Regions from separate parts of the Zea mays genome. Here region 2 is linked to region 1. The links are chromatin contacts, called in public Hi-C maps. All regions are on one chromosome and are shown on one strand. Each heading gives the region's core, a stretch centred on a gene start, on an enhancer-like site or on the middle of the called end of the contact. The rest is flanking DNA. Distances are from core to core; before and after follow the strand shown.

What was found. A called contact is a pair of places that touch in the nucleus more often than the background predicts.
Region 2: a contact with region 1 is called in a Hi-C map of leaf, with 8 times the contacts expected there. The contact joins the promoter of LOC103650117 here to the promoter of LOC100280285 in region 1. A contact is called at or near these places in 3 of 25 Hi-C or Micro-C datasets (ear, leaf and tassel).

What each region holds. Positions count from the first base shown.
Region 1 is chr3:56,808,211-56,811,657 of Zm-B73-REFERENCE-NAM-5.0, forward strand. It overlaps LOC100280285 (pectinesterase), which reads left to right and starts at 1,890. Exons shown (of 2, transcript NM_001153213.1): 1 at 1,890-3,016. The coding sequence starts at 2,017.
Region 2 is chr3:57,333,676-57,337,131 of Zm-B73-REFERENCE-NAM-5.0, forward strand. LOC103650117 (bidirectional sugar transporter SWEET17) reads left to right here and starts at 1,770. Exons shown (of 6, transcript XM_008675772.4): 1 at 1,770-2,089; 2 at 2,205-2,241; 3 at 2,337-2,550; 4 at 3,120-3,284. The coding sequence starts at 2,056.

The sequences.
Region 1 (3,447 bases), core at 640-3,139:
ATGGTAGATCGTGAGAGTTTTTATTGCATGTGCGAAAATTTTAGAAGATATTTTCGTTTCCACTGCATGCTCGCAAAAATAGGATGATTCCATAAATATAGGATCGATCCAATAGCCATGCAGCTAGACTCGTTATAACCAATTTATAATATATATTGATACTAATTATGATATATACTTGGTACACTGCATAAAAATCTGGCAAGCAGTTCACTAGTGAATGCATCTACATGTTTGAGGGTAAAAACCTTCAATTTTGAGCGTAAAATCCATTAGTTATGATCATAAATACCGAGCTAAAGTGAGGGGCGCTAGTAACTCTGATGCCTAGTATTACTAATCATAAAAATCTTCAAGTTGGAGCACATATAATGATAGATAACATCGTAAATGTTCATTCACTCTCAACCATTAGCTCTCACGTCCATGTGACCACCATAAATCAAGGGATTTTATTAGGGGGTTGATTAGAAGAGTTGATTAGGGGGAATTGATTAAACAATTTGATTTTAATGGCATTTACGAACACCATAAATTAAGGGATTCCCTTTTTACTGTGCATGCAAAAAATATGCATGCGGGACATTGGTGGACGCATCCACATGTTTGAGCATAAACATCCTAATTTTAAGCATAAATATTGACATTGGTAAGCATAAAAATCCACAATGTTATAATAATGGTCAGTGTGATATCACGTTTGACATCCCCGTAACAAATGTGCGTGAATTTAGGTGGTTACCATAAAAAATCGAAGCCACGTGAGAGACGTTGTATTCATCATCATAAAAATTCCCAATAGAATGCATAAATAGTGTGCATACAACATAATCATGGAAGGCATAAACGCGGATCGGTGGGAGAACGACGCTGGACGACGACCCTAACGCCACCGGATTGGCGAACATCTCTGAAGCCACCAGATCGAATGTGGTCTTTGTCAAAGGATGCCCGAGACACGCCGGATCAGAGGAGATCATCGTCTTTAGATGCTGTCACGGGCGGTCACCGTCACCATCGCCGCTCGGCATCGGGCCATGGCCGCCGTATACACTCGCGTCGCCGCTCGGCGTCGGGCGGTTGCCGCCGCTCGTGCCTTGTGCAGTTGAGGCCGCCATGACGCTCGCGTCTTGGGGAGCTGCTCGCCGATGTCACCTAGGGCCGCCGCTCACTGACGTTGCCTCGGTCCGCCGCTCGTGCCTCACACCGCCGCTCGCGTCTCGCGCCACATAAAGCCGCCGTTGATGTCCAGCCACCGCTCGCGCCTCAAGCAGTTGTAGCCGCCGTCATGCCCCGAAACCCAATTTCTAGGGGTCTAGGCTATTTTTATAGACGTCTTGGCATGATTCGGCTAATGCCATAAGATAATTTATGCTGATGGGTGGGGGCAAGCTTGCTCGGAGTGCCTATTTCAATTGTTGTCCTAGGCACACAGCCTTGCTGAAAATTGTCCTTCATTATTTGTCCAGCATAGCACAGCACAGCACAAAGCAGTGCAGGTAAGTTACCAGTTTCCCCCTTCTTTCACTTGCTACAGCTCATGGCAAAGAAAAGTTATTTATTAAGGCTAATAGCTTTGAACTGCAGACAACAACATACCTAGCAAACAGCCAGCCACCATGGTTGAGCATGTCAACCTCTGGACTCTGGTTCAGATGACAACAGAACAATGAGCTAGCGAACTCCAGTATACTCTACTCCAGTAGCAATGTAGCATTCCTTTAATTTGTTGTCCATTAACTGACAAGTGACTAAAGACCATCCCTTATTTTTGGCGAGTCCGGCGGATCTCGGTTCCAATTCCAACACCGACACGAAAGGCTCCTACTTGCTGCACATATATAGGTAGGGCCTCTCTACATAGAGATGCATTGCATTGTGCATTGCATTGCATAAACCTCTCGTGGGAAGTGCAAACACCAAATCCGCAATCTATCTATCTATCAGCCATTCAGGCCTGCAGGCTGCAGCTCTCTCCACTGCACACTAGAGCGAGCTGCCACAGACAAGGACACAATGCCACCCATACCCAAGAGAGGCGAGCATCTCCTGGTCCTCCTAATTGTCGCATGCGCTGCCACCGCCGCCACCGCCGCCGGCACCGTCCCCTTCTACCCGTCCGCGGAGTCCGCCGCCGCCGCGCACTGCGACGGCACGCTGTACCCGGAGCTCTGCCTGTCGACACTCGCGGACATCCCGGACCTACACAAGAAGCCGCTCCCGGACGTCATCTGCGCGGCCGTGAACCGCACCGAGGACGTGGTGGTCGCCACGTCCAGCAACTGCTCGTACTACCTGCAGGACAGGTCCCTGTCGGCGCGGGACCGCCTGGCCATCAACGACTGCCTGGAGCTGCTGTCCACCACGATGGACGAGCTCCGCGCCAGCACCGCCGACCTGGCGTCCCCCGCCGGCAGGGGGTCGGCGTCGGCGGGCGTGTCGCAGGGCGCCAGGCGCGCGACGATGGAGCACGTGATGACGGTGCTTTCGGCGGCCATCACCAACCAGTACACCTGCCTCGACGGCTTCGCGTACCAGAGCGGCGGGCGCGTGCGGCGCTACATCGAGCCGACCTTCCACCACGTGTCCCGCATGGTGAGCAACTCGCTGGCCATGGCCAAGAAGCTGCCCGGCGCCGGCGCCTCAGCGGCGCCAGCGCCGCCGCGGCAGCCGTTCACGGGGTACGGGCAGATGGTGAAGGGGTTCCCCCGGTGGGTGCGTCCCGGGGACCGGCGCCTGCTGCAGGCCCCGGCGTCGGCCGTTGCCGCCGACGCGGTGGTGGCCAAGGACGGCAGCGGGGACTACACGACGGTGGCGGCGGCCGTGGCAGCCGCCCCCACCAACTCGAAGAAGCGGCACGTGATCTACATTAAGGCCGGCGCGTACATGGAGAACGTGGAGGTCGGGAAGAAGCACGTCAACCTCATGTTCGTCGGCGACGGCATCGGCAAGACCGTCATCAAGGCCAGCCGCAACGTCGTCGACGGCTACACCACCTTCCGCTCGGCCACAGTCGGTAAGTACACTGCTACTATGTTTGAGTGCTTAATTACATTCTAATTGCTCGCATCGCATCGCGCATTAAATTAAACGACCCGATCCGGTACTGCCTGTTGTGTTGACACCCGAATCCAATTCACCAGTTCATCATTGCAAAAGCGCATGCAGTGTTTGTACTAGTGGGCAGCACCCACTCGCTACTCTGTCCTGAAATTTTTTTTATCTCGGAGCGAAAAGTCAGGGAAGAATTTTTTTTTTTTTGGGGGGGGGGGGGGGGGGGGGGCGTAGAACAACTGCATAAAGTTACCGTAAAAGAGAGATAGAGAGTATAAAAGTATAGGAGGAAGCATGCATACAGGAGTATATCTTAGCTCCTAAGTACTGTAAGTATATTGCCTGTGTTGGCATGGTATTTCACGGGCTGCTAAATTTCTGCCACGAGTGGCA
Region 2 (3,456 bases), core at 520-3,019, 530 kb after region 1:
AGGACATATAGGAATATTCAACATACAACTTTCAAATATATCTTAATTGATAATGAACTTTACCGTTGAATTAATGGCGATGTCTTGCTTAAATGCTTGTGTCGGGATGATGCTATATAAGCTATGGCTGAAGTACATGAAGCGTTTGTGGTACTCATCAATCGGCTCCAAAGAAAAAGTGGCTATTGAAAAGATCTGGCTTCTATTGGCATGACATGATAGCTGGTTGTTTCAAATACTACAAAGGATGTCAAGTATGTCAGAAGTTCGGTAATCTGCAGTTAGTCCCCACATCTAAACTACATCATATTATCAAACCTTGGCCCTTTAGGGGTTGGGGTTTGTACTTTGTAGGAGAAATTCATCCTTCGCCATCAAAGGGGCATCGATTTGTGTTGGTTGCCACAAATTACTTCACCAAATGGACTGAATCTGTTGCTCTGAAGAACATGACACATAAAGAGGTAATTGAGTTTATAACTGAGCATATCATTCATAGATTCGGCATTTCACAAACTTTGGCTATGGACCAGGAGACTTCTTTTATGTCAAATGTGGTACGTGAGTATGCTAAATTATATAAGATCAAATTGCTCAATTCCTCTCTATATTATGCCCAGGCCAATGGATAGCTGAGTCTAGTAACAGGACGTTGATTAGCCTTATAAATAAGAAGATATCTGATTATCCTAGGCATTGGCATAAGGTTTTGTCTAAGGCTCTATAGGCTCATAGAATATATAAACACCGTGCTACTAATGTCTCTCCTTTTGAGTTTGTTTATGGACAGGAAGTTGTTTTGCTTGTGAAGATAAGCCTAAATGCTATCAGGTTTTCCAGGCAGGACGTCTAGCTGTCGGAGATTATTATAATTTGATGATGGACAATATTGATGAAGTAACCGATAAGAGATTGGTGGCTCTAGGAGAGCTCGAGAAAGATAAGATTATGGTTGACAAAGCTTACAACAAGAAGGTCAAGGCTAAGTCATTCCAGGTTGCAGACCTGGTTTGGAAGACCGTCTTGCCACTAAGAAGCAGGGACCGAAACTTCGGCAAATGATCACCAAGCTAGGAAGGCCCTTATAGAAAAACACAAGTAATAGCTGGTAATGCCTACATGTTATAAACTTTGCAAGGTGAGGACATACCCAAGACGCTGAATGGTCGTTTCCTGAAGCAATATCATTCTAGTATGTGGCAAGATGCTTAGGAGAACCAATGTTGTCACATCGAGTTGTTTCCAGCCTGCACCAGTGCTTTTGATTTGCTGAACTTCCCAAAAATGCAGGGGGCATGTGTTGAGCACCATTTGTGATATTGGGCATGGCCGGACGGTCCAGTCCTGAGGCTCGAACAGTTCGGCCTGCGGACAGTCCGCCTATAGGCGTCGATAGTCCGTGATAGGATTAGATCAGACGAATTAAGCTCCTTTCTCCACGCGAGTTTAACCTCTAAACTTGTGGGAGTTGTTGGAGAACGCCTAGGAACGGGTCTAGACTTCCCCTAGGCCATAGAACGCCCGCACTGCCGTCGGTACACCTCGCAGTGATTGGTGTCCAGATCGACGGCAACAAACGCGTAAATAAAAAATCTTCAACAAATTTTGGTAGGCACGAGTAACGGTTTGCTCTTGCTAGCTATGCGGTATTACAATTTGTTTCAGTGCCCATTCTAAAAGAACCTGTATCGAAGTCAAGGGATAGAAGCCCAGTTTTCCGGCAGTGTAGCGTATATAGGTATTTATACGTTTTTTTCAGAAAATATCTTCATGTGTTACACGAGAGGCGGGGCCTGAGTCGTTCACATGTTCATGCATGCCACTGCAGTGCCTGTAAGAAGGGCAGGTAGGTTTGGGCGTAATCTATAATGGCACTGCACGCGGTCGGCCTCAGGCTGCTTGAAATATGCATTTCAGCGGTCCCTGGTGTCCTCTCTCCCGCTCAAGGGCAGTAGAGACAGCAGCTGAGCTGACTGGATCTCGATCTACCGCTTTGCTTCCGTTTTGAGCCGCCAGCTGTGTGGCCTCCTGTCTGTCTGCCTATCTTGAACCTCCATGGATTCCACACTCTTCATCATCGGCGTCATAGGTAAGCATGTGTATATATGTATAGTAAGGAGGATTAAAATCAGTAGCTTAGTTAGTATTATAATTGCTTTGTTACTATAGCCTTTAATCCAGCTGCTTCGCTTTCTCCTTTGTAGGCAACATCATCTCAGTTCTGGTCTTCATTTCTCCCATGTAAGAGTGTCTCGATATATACATAGTTTTCCTGCCGTCGTCGCTGCTAGCTATAGCTGCAAACTGAAAGCTACCATGCATATATAAATACACAGCAAGACGTTCTGGAGGATCGTGCGGAGCGGGTCGACGGAGGAGTTCGAGCCGGCGCCGTACGTGTTCACGCTGCTCAACGCGCTGCTGTGGCTCTACTACGGCGCCACCAAGCCTGACGGGCTCCTCGTTGCCACCGTCAATGGCTTTGGGGCTGCCATGGAGGCCATCTACGTCGTCCTCTTCATCGTCTACGCCGCCAATCATGCCACAAGGGTGAGGGATCATCATACATATTTCTCTCTCGGTTCTCCGGCCGTGCGTGTTAATTCATCAGTCCACGCACAATACCGTTGCTTTGCTTCCTAATAAGAATTGGCTGCTGTGTAGTCGATTCATAAGTGTTCCTTGAAGCACTCCGTGTTCTCATATGCTGTTATACATATTTGCATCCTCATTAACGGTTAGTTTGGAAATTTAAATCTGATCCTCTTCGAGATTCCTAGAGATTGAGGGATAAATATTAGTTTAATTTTTCACTCAATCCCCGAGAATCCACCAAAGAATTTAATTAAGTTTTCAAACTAGATCTAATTGTTCTGTTCTATTTTCCGGGACTTATTGAAGTTTGTCCTATGAATTCTATAAAATCACCTCACTTCACACGCTTATACTAGTTATTAGCTAATGAGACACATGAGATAGTGATTAGTGAAGGATCAACAATTCCGTTCCACCAAACAAAAAAAGTGTGAACCTCATTCCTTTATATATTAAGCCAAATACACTCTAATAAAATCAATGCTTTATTATTACCCGTTAGTGTTTTATTGTGTATTATACAGGTTAAGACGGCGAAGCTGGCAGCAGCGTTGGACATCGGTGGCTTTGGAGTAGTGTTTGTGGCCACCACGTTCGCCATTAACGAATTAAACATGAGAATCATGGTGATAGGGATGATATGTGCCTGCCTCAACGTACTCATGTACGGGTCACCCCTTGCTGCCATGGTAAGTTCTTTCCTCGCATATTTATATATATACTAAGGGCTAGTTTAGAAAAAAAACTCCATTTTTTCAAGTAATTTTCATTTTACTAAGAAAAATTATTTCATTTTCTCTTGAGAAAAGAGTAATCTCTGGAAAAAATTGAGTTTCCAAACTAACTCTAATTGATCATCAA